3 separate regions of the Hordeum vulgare genome follow, and all the other regions are linked to region 2. The links are chromatin contacts, called in public Hi-C maps. All regions are on one chromosome and are shown on one strand. Each heading gives the region's core, a stretch centred on a gene start, on an enhancer-like site or on the middle of the called end of the contact. The rest is flanking DNA. Distances are from core to core; before and after follow the strand shown.

The links. A called contact is a pair of places that touch in the nucleus more often than the background predicts.
Region 1: a Hi-C map of leaf shows a contact between it and region 2, with 4 times the contacts expected there. The contact joins the enhancer-like site here to the promoter of LOC123443643 in region 2. A contact is called at or near these places in 2 of 6 Hi-C or Micro-C datasets (leaf and seedling).
Region 3: a Hi-C map of seedling shows a contact between it and region 2, with 6 times the contacts expected there. The contact joins the promoter of LOC123443644 here to the promoter of LOC123443643 in region 2. A contact is called at or near these places in 3 of 6 Hi-C or Micro-C datasets (leaf and seedling).

Annotation. Positions count from the first base shown.
Region 1 is chr3H:267,012,293-267,017,186 of MorexV3_pseudomolecules_assembly, reverse strand. No RefSeq gene overlaps it. Among protein-coding and RNA genes, the nearest start is that of LOC123443835, 42 kb to the left of the region's middle. Within about 2 kb of position 1,481, at least 3 of the 3 cell types and tissues checked have open chromatin away from gene starts, as enhancers often do. A contact at or near this core is called in leaf and seedling, where this site is marked.
Region 2 is chr3H:266,343,260-266,347,872 of MorexV3_pseudomolecules_assembly, reverse strand. It overlaps LOC123443643 (GTP-binding protein SAR1A-like), which reads left to right and starts at 1,569. Exons shown (of 3, transcript XM_045120117.1): 1 at 1,569-1,966; 2 at 2,055-2,186. The coding sequence starts at 1,838.
Region 3 is chr3H:267,089,740-267,094,021 of MorexV3_pseudomolecules_assembly, reverse strand. LOC123443644 (cyclin-T1-5-like) reads right to left here and starts at 2,975. Exons shown (of 7, transcript XM_045120118.1): 1 at 2,365-2,975; 2 at 2,193-2,274; 3 at 1-113. The coding sequence starts at 2,873. LOC123441683 reads left to right here and starts at 3,462. Exons shown (of 2, transcript XM_045117983.1): 1 at 3,462-3,966; 2 at 4,046-4,282. The coding sequence starts at 3,462.

The DNA of each region.
Region 1 (4,894 bases), core at 232-2,731, 670 kb before region 2:
GATTAATAGATGTGATATAAAACATGCCACAGTCGGGCGTCTAAGCGACACCACATGGCTTATATGAAACAATAATAAATAATGAATATCCAGGAGGTAGAACCGTCCGAGGGATATTCAATAATCATAATCATAGGGGTTTGTCCACAGAAAATAATGTTCATGATTATCCATCATATTTCCTGATTAGTCTCACACTTGCTTTAACTACCTCCGAAGACCGACGCTCATATCGACACCTGACTAGTCAACCAGTGGTCCTTGACCGTGGACACTACTCTGTAGAGGGTGTACTCTTTACCCACAGCCCACGGGTTTCCATAGTCGCTCGGACTAATCCCGTGTATGAAAATTTAGAAGTAAACACTCAAAACCATTACACATCCATTTTTATCCCGTGAAGACCGATATCACTCGGACTACGCTGCCAGAGGAGAACCATAAGACGGGGAGGCTCCAACCTCGACTAGCATGGGATCAAATTTATACCGCGCACTACAAGGGAAGAGCTCTTCCCTCTCGGTCCCAGACCGGAAACACCCATGCCCCCTGACCGGATGACTGGATTTAGTCCAGTGCCCCGGATACCTTCATCCCGGCCTCTCTACTTGGTGTGTACCTGGTAATAGGTTTACGACCTACTGAACCATATTTCTTTTCAGGAAGACACGTGGCAGCATGAAGGGTTAAGGTGACATACTGACAAGACTCGATCTATGACCGACTCAGGAGGTTTAGATTATTCCCTGCATGATTAGCACAATCAAAATGTTTTATCACCTTAGACAGAGTCACTACCTGTCGTACCCCAACATGCCTTGCTAACCACTCTCGTCCCACGAGATTTCAGTCCCAAGGTTCTGTCTCCACAAGACACTGACTCTCATCGGATCCCATCCGGTAGGCATGTGTGGTATGAATATGTGACTCTTGTCCATGCATCTCAATCATGCAACAATTGTACTTTCAAATCATGAAGCCACATGCATGATTGTCACATGGACTAACAATACTTGCTTAACATAACCATATTGTTTTCTCATCAAGTAACCCACACACAACCAAGCTATATGTATGTTCAGAATGCTTGCCTTCCAAGTGTAGAGAGGTAGGCTGCACTCCAAAACTTTTGAAGTTTATGCTCCTCCCTCCATAGCCTAGTTTGAAAAATATTCTAATTAACACACAATTTAAAAACAGTAGATAAAGTTGTTTTCAAATTTTTTCAAATAAATACTAAAATAAAATAGATGAAATTTGAAAGTGGTGAGAAAAAGAATCAACTCATTTGGATTATTATTTTAGAAACTAGGGTCAGTCAAAGTCTGGTCAAAGTTTTGTTTTAGAAACAAATTAGAAAAAGAAAACGTTTCGGTTCAATTACACTTTCCGAAAATGAAAACGCACTTACCTCAGTTCGCTTACTCAAAGGGACGTCGCATCGGCTCAAATGCGCCACTAGGGTGTAACGGTTGGCTCACCGACAGGTGGGGGCCACCTCGCGGGTTCATCTCCCACCTCCGTGCGCGTCTGGACACAGAACATGGCGGGTCGGGCGACAATTGCCGGCGCCACGCGACACCATCCTCACTGTCCATCCCATCCACACGCTCAGGGCAACTACCCGCACCGCATGGAGGGAAAATCCATTGTCGGAGGGCTTCTCGTAGAGCACGACCTTGGCAATGGCGGACTGAGCTTCGGTTAGGGAGGGAGCTTTGCTCACTGCGGGTCCCTGGCCAAACTGGAGGGGAAAATGGAATCACTGGGTCATGGAGGTTCTAGCAGAGAAGGATAGAGGCAGGGAGGGGCTCTGGTTCGATCGAATTTAGTCGAGGACGGCGGAGGACGAAGCTGCCGACAGTGGGGAAAGAGAAGGCCTCAGGCGAAATTGGGGCAAGAGGAAGCTTGCTATGCTGCTAGGAATGGCTGCGATTGCTAGTAGGGCTCGGGGTGCGTCTATTTATAGCTGGAGAGGTCGGTTCCGCGAGCTCCAGAGGATAAGCATGGTGGACTGCGGCAGGGGTGGCGTGGCGATCAGTGGACGGGGGAAAAGCACTAGCAGACGACCCTGAGGATGAGCTCGAGCTATTCCAGGGCAGCTGGCGTGCGGCCGTGGCTCGGGTGGTGCGTCTACTGGTGTCGGCGGCTAGCATGGCGGCAGTGATTCAGGCGTGCAACGAGGGTCAGCGGTGCTAGCAGAGGGGGTGCTGCGGGTTGTCACTATGCAGGGGTCACTCGATCAATGCAGGTGGGCGCGACGACTTCCTCCGCGGCACATGCAAAATGTATGCTCTCGGCGTGCTCTGGGTGTGCATGGCAGGTGCTCGACCGAATGCCACTACGGGCTAGAGTGCTTGGTTTGAGATGCAACTCAACAGGGTGGCTAGGCTGGTTACTCAAGCTCTGCTAGACATACTAGTTTGGCAGGGAAATAACTTTCACCATGAAGTTTAAAAGCTATGCCAGCTCAGGTCATGCACTTAGAGTGTTTGACAAAATGCCAAGGGCCTCTAGGTATTCTTGATAGCCACCAAACTTTCCAGATCGAGGTCTCCTTGGAAGCTAACAAAGATGGTCAGATTAAACTTGGCAAAATAGAAACTTCCTAGTGCAATTATTGCAAAAGAGCATTCCTGGACAGAAATAAAATGATGTTATAACATGGTCTCAAACAATGCCACCGAGGCTGAAATTCTGGACATAAAGTTTTTGCAGGGTCCTCTATAATTAGTAGAATTTTCAAAAGCTTTGGGTAAGAAAATAATATGGTTGTCGTGCAAGTTGCAAATCTGGTCCACAATAGAAAATAAGAAGTGGTGCTTAAAATTTTCAAAGCACAAAGTTTTTTTTTTTGCATAAAAGTGATTTATATAAACTCCTTGACAACTCCAATTTTTTTGTAGAATTTTTGAAGAGTTTTCACTAGGGGTTGTAGTGCAAATACCAAGTGGGATCATAAATGGAAAAGGATATAATGTGCTCCCTTATTCCAAAACACTTGGCTATATTACTTCATAAAATTGATTCAGAAACATACTAGGTCATTTCCAAGTTTTGTGGAATTTTTAAAAGGAATTATCAAATGGTTGTAGTTCAAATCAGGCCTTAGAAGTAAATTTTTTGAATAAATGAACCCTAAAGAAAATATTTATAAAAATAGCTTCATTTGATTTGGAGATAATTGAAAAAATATTGGAGGCAAAACTCAAGTCAAATAATATCTTTCAAAAACTCCTACTTAAGAAAGAAATAATTTTTATAAAATAAAACAAAGAAGGGGTCTAAAAACAGCAGAAAATCCGAAAATAAATTTTTAAATTACCAAGGCCAATTTTAAATAAATAAAAAATATGACCAAAATTTTGGGGTGTTACAAACTCTACCCCGCTTAAGAAAAATCTCGTCCTCAAGATTTGCTAGGGACGTAGCAAAATATAAACTCCTACCACACCACATTATCTACATGAAAATAACTACTCTACGAGGTTATAGTAAAAACGATAATTGGTGCAACTGTGGTGTGGTACAGGGGCTGCAGACTATTGCTATGGTTTGGGAAAACGAGGTGCGCTACGAATGGCTAGGACAAATTTTTTGAAAGAAGGACAATTTCTTATTTCCGAATTGTGCTTGTCGTACCCGAGTGCACAGTGCTCTCTCTCGCTGACACGTGCACCCAGGGCCCACTATCAACCTCTTCTTCTTCCTCTCGCTCTCTTCTCTCCACTCTCTCTCGCGCGCTTTCTGCTGCTTTCTCCACGCGTGGCATCTAGCGCGTAGGTGTCTAGGGTCATACTGTGGTAGTGCACGACGTGCTAGCTGCTGGCACAGTGTGCACTCGCGTGCAGGCCAGTGCTTTGTCGTCACCACTCGCGGATTCGTCTCCGAACACCGACGATCGAGCGACGAGCGGCGCTGGTGGACCGCGTCCATCGTACACCGAACTTGGGATATAAAATGACCGCGCTGTTCTATCCTCTACCTCACACTCTGCCTTACTCCTCCTACTTCTTCCTCCTCTTCATCTATGTTTGCAGGAGCTCAGAGCGAGGCTCCAATGGTGGACGAGCACCCGGGGTGGCTGATAATCCTGTTGGCTCGAGGAATGTCGGTGTTGATCGGGTTCTCAATGCTCCTATGCGTGATGATCCAGGATGATCGTCGCGATGCTGCTGCTCGTGTGGTGGCTCTCCATAGTGACGGTGAACACGAAGACTAGGCGTGCGCAAAATGCGCGAGCAGCACTTTTGCAAAAATAAGAACACCCACAGTGTATTCCTTTTGGAAAAACTATGGTGCTAGTGAGGTCATTAGCTATGCGTTAGGTGTGTGTGGTTCTGCTCTTAGTGCATTGGTAGAGTGAGTGTGGTTGTGAGTCGGTTGGCATGCGAGTAAAATCTTTGTAAAAAAAGTTTTGCTGCAATAGTTGTATTAAGGAAAATAATCACGCAAAGGATCGTCTTAAGAAAAGCAATCCAAGGCAAAAATCACAGCAATCACACAACCAAAATAAAACATGTGCATGCAATAATTTACATGCAGGGCCGTCTCAAGGAATTCGGGGGCCCCGGACGAAATATGATGGAACCCTAAACTCTTAGAAATTGTATAACCAAAGAACTATCCCAAAATATACCTCGTAATTGTCCAAGAGGTACCTGATGTGAAAGCTTACTAAATATTTCTCGATTTCACAAGTATATGTAGAATTGAAACACAATGCTTAAAGATCGAAACAAATATATGAAACACAAGGAAAATGGATAAAAAAGAGTACCAAATCAATAGTTGACTTCATTTGTGCTTCCCTTATGTATCGACACTTCCGCTTGCTGACATCAACGACCACACATCTTCATCTTATTATCTACAAGATGAAACAAATATAAAA
Region 2 (4,613 bases), core at 320-2,819:
TGAATTTACTACGTTTCCCAACAGAATCTTGGTACCACCAACTTCCACTTCGGTGCCACCTAAAATCGGTGACCAACTTTCTTGTCTGTCGCTTTCAAGGATTAGAATTTCTGAGTCTTGGAATCGGTCTCACAAAGATTTGGAAACTACCCTAGGTCACCATATTGGTACCACCGAGATTCCTATATCGGTCTCACCGAGAATTCGAAAGTTGCCACATTTTATGCAAATCAGTGCCACCGAGATTCACTTCGGTTTCACCGAGTTGGGCAATTTGGAGGTTCCTATATATACCCATCCACCATGTGTCATTCGCAAAGGAAGCACTCAGAATACACACCCACTTGTCATATCCTTTTTTTGAGAGAGAGCCACCTACTCATGTGGTGAGATCAATATATTCCAATCCATCCATTTGAAACTTGATCTCTAGCCTTCCCAAGTTGCTTTCCATCCAATCAATCTCTTTTATCCATGCCAAATTTGTGAGAGAGTGATTGAGTATTGAGGAGACTATCTTTTGAAGCACAAGAGCAAGGAATTCATCGTTCTACCACATCTATTATCTTTTGGAGGGTGGTGCCTCTTAGATTGGTTAGGTGTCGCTTGAGAGCCTCCTACTCCGTGTTGTGGAGTTGAACCAATAAGTTTGTAAGGGCAAAGAGATCACCTACTTCATGAAGATCTATTTCGATTAAGGCTAGTCATGTGTGGACGTAAGCCATGTTGGAATAGACAAGGTCGCTTCTTCATGGATCCCTTGTGGGTGGAGCCCTTCGTGGACTATCGGAGTCGTTACCCTTTGTTGGTTAAAGTCTCCACTAACGTAGACGTACGATAGCACCACCTATCAGAACCACGCAAAAAATCGCCGTGTCAACCTTTGCATTTGATCTTCCTATCCCTACCCTCTACTTACATTTGCATGTCATTACTTTCTGATGTAATATTCTTAGACTTGCATGCGTAGGGTGTGCTTGACTTGCTACAACTCCTAAAAGTGGCCCAAAATCAAAATTGGAAAACTCTAAGTTTTTGTTTGGTGAAGTAGTCTATTCTCCCCCTCTGAACATACATCAGATCCTACAGTAACACAAAATCAAACCGCAAAAAACCCATCAAATAACTGCATTATAAATAAACGTAAAACTCACTCCATCGTCTTCCTCACCGGCCAAAATAAGTACTACGTCAATTTCAAAATATAAGGGTTATTAATTTTTTGGAAAGTCATTTTTTTAATCTTGATTAAGTTGAGAGTCGAAAAATATCGAAATCCACAATATTACATAAAAATATGGATCTAATAACACCAATATGATATTATAATTTTTGGTATATTTCTTTTTAAATTTAATAAAAGTTAAAAAGGTTTGACTTTTCAAAAAAGTAATACACCCGTATATTTTAAAATATAAAATGAATAAATAAATTTAAAAATCTCAGCAGATTCAATGGCGCAGCAAAGAGGGCCCAACCTTCTACTCCTTCCTTCTAGTAGGTGAGAGAAGAGAAGTTGATCGGAATTAGGAGAAAGCCGGCCACACGTGCAGTACGCATGGTGGCGCCCACCTTACCTCGCCACGCCCCTTGAATTCTCACGCTGAGGCCGAGCAGTTAATGTCTTAATCAACCACAGCCAATCAAAGAATAGGCAGGCAGCAAAAGAGAGAGATTCAGATCCATCCTCGCCTCCCTCTGTCCTTCGCCGGTTTCTTCTCCCAGATCCACCCGGCGATCTCTGTCGCCGCCATCGCCACGATCGGCGCCAGAAAACCCAGCCCAGTGGAAGAGGTGTTCGAGTAGGAGAAGGTCTGCGGCGGGCGACGCTGACAAGATGTTCCTTTGGGACTGGTTCTACGGGGTGCTGGCCTCGCTCGGCCTGTGGCAGAAAGAGGCCAAGATCCTCTTCCTCGGCCTCGACAACGCCGGCAAGACCACTCTCCTCCACATGCTCAAGGACGAGGTACGTACTCTGCCCGGGATCTCACTCCCTGAATCTGATCCGATCTGCTAGATCTGATCCGTGCTTCTGTGTTTGTGAATGGACGTAGCGGCTGGTGCAGCACCAGCCGACGCAGCACCCCACGTCGGAGGAGCTCAGCATCGGCAAGATCAAGTTCAAAGCCTTCGATCTCGGCGGTCACCAGATCGCTCGACGGGTCTGGAAAGACTACTACGCAAGGGTTAGCGTCAATCTCTTCTAGTATATATCTGTATTATTACGTTGCCTTTGCCTAATTAACAGTCAGATCTGTCTGGGGGTATGATTCCTTCTCGTCATTTGTATCCTATGCGTTTAATTGAAAGAGCAACTGTTGTTACTTAAGGTTGTCCTTTGAAATACGTAGTACTCAAGGAACGTTCTGTTCGAAAACACTGAATTGCTGAAATGACAATTCCCAACCATTCTAGTACTGCACGTAACAATTTTGAACTCAGAAGGACTGGTACACACATCCCACACAATTATCCATGCTAAGCAAAAAGCATTACCTTTCATGTATGTATGTTAGCGAGAGGGGCGTTTTGGTGCCCAGGCTCAGACACACATGGTGTCCTGTCTGTTGCATCTGCTGTTGGATTCGGGAAATGATATCTGAGGTGACGGGAATGTTGCGTGAGAACGTCCGTCTGCTATTGCGTAGCGTGGGCGGCTGTTTAGAGTTTAGATGGATGGTTCTGTCTACTTGTGGATTCTGGTATATGGAACAGAAACATGTTGATCCACCTCAGCCATGGCCTAGACTATCGGTACATGATGTTTGTGGTGTGGGTTGATGCTAGCGGCATAAACATCTTGGAAGTCAAAGAAGCACACGAGTGGCCGAACACGATGAAAAGTATAATGTGACTACATTGAACAAATTATGAGTCTGAATAGAATCAAGCACTCCAGAGATTGTATAGAGGCTGTGTCAATTAATTCTGTATAGAGGCTGCGTCAATTAATGGGAGGCAGTAAAAAATGTGTACATATGATTTTGTCATATCAGATGCCTATGTTGTCTCAACATAGCCGGTCCCAACCCCGGGTAAAGGAGGAGGGTTGTGATAGGCTTGGCGAGCCAACGTCAAATTTGTTACAGAATATGTGGATTGCAGTAGCCCTTTCCATTAGTTTGGACTTTTGATTGCGTTGGCTAGTGCAAGAAGCTTAACATGGTATCGGAGCTTTTTTTTCGAACCGGGCTCCTCCCCTTTCCATTATATAGCATAATGGAAATACAATGTCTTTTCTCCGAACCAGAAACAGAGAAAGGGAAAGGAAAGAAGCGAGTTTGGGACAATATCAGGAAACCCACAGGAACACAGACTATGGGGCGAAAACCTGAAGTATCATCCAAAACCGCCCAGAACAAAAGATACTAAACACACATAGTACCACAAAAGACCCTAACAGTCCAACACAACCCAACAACAAGTATTAACAGACCTCTCTGGGTCAACAGGCAGACATAAGCAAGCCAATAGAACATCTTAACTCCCATCTCTGCTCTTAACCAGCAGTACCAGCATTACCAGATCACCATTCCTCCCACCTGTCTCCTTCATCAGCATGCTCACTTGATTCTGGCATTGGTGGCCCGCACAGCAGCAACATTTGCGACGCATTCTCATTCAGCATCTCTGTGCCCTTCTTGGTTACATGGTATCGGAGCTAAGGTCTTGAGTTCAAGTCCTGGCTTTCGCAATTCATTAAAAATTGTTGGTAGCCCCCTTTGTGTTCATGTAGAGGCCTTTTGAGTCATACGTGAGTTTCGCGCGCCGTCGCTCTCTTCCGGTTGCATGTGTTGACTTGTTTTTCCCCGTCACACGTGAGAGGGGGTGTTACAGAATATGTGGATTGCACTAGCCCTTTCCATTAGTTCGGACTTTTGGTTGCGTTGGCTAGTGCATGAAGCTTTACAAAACTCAGCCACTCTTATGGAGATGAAATCCAAAAGATTTTCGTTGGGGCGTAACTCTCTGTTGGGTGCACCGAGAGAATACTTGTTGCCCTCTCTGTTGTCCACGTCATAGAAAAGGATCACGTGAAGGCCCATTGCCCACATCACCAGCAAGGTGGATCTGATTCCATCACACCTTTACTCTCAAAGAGAGTAAGAGTTGCCGCAACATCGGTGGTGGCCGGCGATGGCAACGCGACGACCTCCAAATCCATCACACAGGGGAAGCGGGAACACTGAGGTCATCATTGGACCAGCCTGCTGGGCCCTGTGGTCGAGGGACCCCCTCCTACGCTCTGTAGTCACCGTCTGAGATCGAAGGAATAGCCTGGATCGGAGAATGGGGTGGATGTGTTGGTGGCTGTTTGGGCTATCAATAGGCGTGGTAGGACCGTAGGACACGGCTTGGGATGCTAGGTGGGCCGTCTCTTGGTCGAATGCACTCGATGTCTCGTAACGATACCTTACTAGATATAAATGCTGGGCCAATTTTATTTTCAGTGACCATACGGAAGAGATACAACTAGTAATACAACACACGTCGCTAATCTCGAGAAGACTCAAGGCCTTGATTTCGAGAGCATCTGAACCTGGGTAACGAATTTTCGTATGCTAGAGGCTTTAGTACAGTTGAGCTATTCTCATGTTCTATGTGCAATACTC
Region 3 (4,282 bases), core at 1,726-4,225, 740 kb before region 2:
AGGTTGAATTCTTGGTTTTCAGAAACTTCACATGAAGCCCTAAGAATTGTATTCAAAAGGCATGTTGTTTCCTCTGTCTTTGACGCCAGAAATAATGCCGCAGTTGCAACCAACTTGCAAATTCAAAGAAGATAATATTATGATATTGAATTTCTCATATCCACTTATTGTGAGGATAAAATCACAACAAATATAGATAACTGTGTCATTCAAGTGAACAGCTTAGATTCTATAGAACAGATGGGCTCTGATCAGTCAACAAACTCAGTGATGCAAAGGTGGGCCAAGTAAAAGAAATAGACACATAAATGACCATAACATGGGTTGACCGGCACGAGGCGCTGATCAGTTGCCACGCGCGCCAGGCCACCCCAGTCGCTCGATCATGATTCATCGCTCTCGGCCGCTCGAGTCAATGCGTGGAGAAAAAAATCCGCGTGCAACGCGCATATCTCTGGCCTCCCGTTGCCAAGCGTCTGTAGGTCACATCTTCGTTCATCGAAGCCCCGTAGTTGTCCCCGATAGTCACTGCCATAGTCGTCGTGAATGCCGTTGAGACTCGTCGCAACACCCGTCGACCCGGACGTAGCACCGCCAACCACCAGTTGGAGCCCTCCTCGTCGCTCACCAATGCTCGTTGCAGTCCCCGACATAGGTGCGGCACAGCCGCCAGGCGGTTGAAGCTCTGCCCCCAATGGTTCCTGCACGGAATCACCACGATCGCAACATTGTCCGCCTCGCAGTACCACGAGCAAGTCACAACTCGGGGCACGCCCTTTGCAGCATCAGCCTGCATCGTTCCTACCATGGCCGGCCACCGTTGCATCGTCACGCCATCGTCCACTCATCGCAGGCCATTTGCAGCATATCGCACGTCATTCCTAGCATCCCTGCACATCGTTCCCAGCATCACCGTTTGCAGTATCCTTCACAACACATCGACGTCTCGCAACAGTGGGCATCTTCGTTGCAAGCGCTGGCCTCTGCTGGTTGCAGCTTCACCGGCCACAATTTGCAGCACCCCTCCCAGCACATTGCCACTGGTTCCATCACGGGTGGCTGGCGCTCCCGGCTCCATAGCCCACCGATTGCAGCATTGTCGTGACACCTTGCTCCGACACCACAGCGGAGCATTCGATGTGATTGACGGCTAAGAAGCATGGACGCAATAGAAATTGCCTCTTGGCTGTCCTGATATGGCAGGACACAAAGACACGGCCGGATACGGCCGGATACAAATATCCAACAGTATCCCCTGTTTTTTATTTAAAGAAAAAGAAAAAACAGGGACACATTATGTGGCAGGTCTTGTCCCAAAAAACAGCCTCGTCTCAATACCTTGCAGCAGTCGCGTGCACACTCTCCGTATAACAAGCTTCTTATAGCCTCCCAAATAGCAGTGAACGCGTCGCCGCCTACTGGATCGAAGCCACTGCCACTGCCGCCTGGAATCAACCAGCGACCGCTACCCCCAGCACTAGCAGCCTCTCCTCCTGACGGCAGGTACCCCAACTCCCCAAGCCCAACAGCCTCTCCTCAACATCATCTCTTTTATTCTGATTTTCTTCCATTAAGCTGCTGGCTGCTGTGTGCTGCTGTTTGCTACGATGCTAACCATGTTGTGCTGCTCTTTGCATGCTTGTGCTGCTTGTTGTTAGGTAGCAATAGCATGCATCTGAGAGCGCCACAACTGGTACCGGTAGCCAATCAACCGTGCGTAAGAGTGAAGGGCAGCCTGGTCCTGGTGCTGTACATCCCAAGTATCTTGTGTGGTCTTCTGTAGTCTCTAAGTAGTGATCTAAACACTCTTATATTTCTTTACGGAGGGAGTACTTGATAAAGAAGAGACAAAATGGGGCAGTATTATGATATCTTTCTCATTATTATTTTTGTCTCAACTCTATATTAGATGACATTATGATCATTAGTCAGCATGGCAGAGATGTGTTTATTTTTCTTATATATATATATATATATATATAGGTGGTAAGCTACTATCTCAATGTGCATAGTAGAGTAGTGGCATTGGTTGGAATAGGGACTGAAAAAGAGAACTTACTACACAATATATCAGGTCCTTCCTAGTGATAAACGAACATCGAAAATAATCTCACTGAAACGTGTTGTAACTCATAAGTTGCAATAGCATTACTGACAAGATTCTTGTAAAAGAAGAGGTGAAGGCAACTAACAAATCTGTCGTTGCAGGCATGGGATCTGTGGAAAAAGTACTGATGGCAATACACCACTGCCGTCGCAATAGTCGTCTGCGGCCTATGTCAAACACAAGCACTACGATCAGTAATCATGGAGACAAATCACCAAACAAATTCAACAAAACCGCAGAGCCAGCAGCGAGTTTACAGCCCAAGGCGGAAGCCGAGGCAGCGCAGGTAGGCGCAGTAGGACGCGCGCAACCTTGCCTCCAAAGCGGAGTCGATGCCGTCCTTCCACGAAGGTGATCTTCGCTCGATCTCCTCTCGCGACAGCAACGCCCTGGTGTCACCATCCTCGGGTTGTCTCGTCGGCAACAGGCGTGGCACGGCCGCAGCCGGCGGATCACACCGGGGCTCTGGCGCGCGGCGAGCCCGCTTCGGCGGAGGCGGGCCCGGGGCCGGGGCCCGTTGAGGGGGTTGCGGAAAGATAGGTTCCTGGAGGTGGGGGTTGGGCAGCGGGTCGCGGCGCACGTGGTAGGGGGCAGTGGCGGCGTTGGTATAGGAACATGGCTGGGGGTACGATTGGGGATGGATGTGGTACGCGTCGTCATGGTCACGGCCGCGGGGGCGTGGACGGTGAGGAGGAGGAGAGTCGTGGTGATAGGGGTGATGTCGGTGCCTGACCGAGTCGGGGTGGAAAGGCTGAGAGAAGGACATTGCGGCGGCGGTGGCGGTGGCGGTGGCGGCGACGGCGGTGCGGGTGGAAATCTGGATCAGGTAAGGGAATCGGAGAAGGGTGAGGACTTGCGCTGTACTCCGTTCCTAAATATTGAAACGTAAATTCATTCATTTCATTTTGTATGTAACTATTAGTAAAAATTTAAAAGAAATCTCCCCTAATAATAAACCACGGATCGCTTCTGCCGTACGTCGCTGGCAGTTTTGCAAAAAAGTCCTTATGTTTTCGGCTATTCAACCCGTGGTCCTTTTGTGAGTTAAAAAACGTTTCGTTTTTACGTGAACCCCTCGCAATCACCCTCGCCTCCCCACCACCAGCACCGGGTTCTCCGCCACCGTCCGCCTCCCCACCACCAGCACCGGGCTCTCCGCCACCGCCCGCCTCCCCGCCTCCCCGCCGTCGCCCCTCGTCGGCGCGCCCTCCTGGCCGCCCGCGCCCTCGGCCTCGGCCTTCTCGGACCGCCGCGGCCACGCCGGCAGCCGGCCCGCGCTATACGGGATCGCCTGGTACATCTCGACCGGTCAGCCTCGAAAGGAGAGGGCAGAGCGACGACGACCTCGTCCCCGGTGACCGCGGCGGCGTGCTCGGCCTCGTGGGCGACCTCGTGCACGGCGACGGCCGCCTTCGTGGTCGTGTCCCCACACTTCCGAGTCTCAACCCGCCACCCCTCTTCTCTCTCCCCCGCCGTAGCCGGCCGCACCGCTCTTGTCCCCCGCCTAGCTGTTGCAGCACGCCGGCGCCTCCCCCGAGCCCTGCCGCCCTGCAGCCTCCCGCTGGTCCCGGCCTCCGACCACTGGGGCAACTGGACGGTGCTCCTGTCGGCGGCCGCGCTGGGCGTCTGGTCCGAGAAAAGCACCGGTGCGGGCAAGGCGCTGAGCGACGCGCTGGTGACCGTGCTGCTCGGCCTGGCCGCCAACACGGCCAGCCTCGTCGCCGCCGACGCCCCCGCCTACCGCGTGGTCCTCGACTACCTGCTCCCGCTGGCTGTCCCGCTGCTCCTCTTCCGCGCCGACCTCCGCCGCGTCCTCCGCTCCTCCGGCGCCCTCCTCCTCGCCTTCCTCCTCGGATCTCGTACGCTTCGTCGATCTGCAGTTCCGGTGGCCGTCGGCTAACTATAGCTAATGGCCGTCCGTGGATCTTGGGCTGGCAGTGGCGACGACGGCGGGCACGGTGGTGGCGTTCGTGCTGGTCCCGATGCGGTCCCTCGGACAGGACCGCTGGAAGATCGCGGCGGCGCTCATGAGCCAGCACATCGGAGGAGCCGTCAACTATGTCGTCGTCGCGGAGGCCCTGCAGGTGACCCCGTCGGTGCTGGCGGCAGGGCTGGCCGCCGACAACGTCATCTGCGCGCTCTACTTCACCACGCACTTCGCGCTAGCCGCCAAGA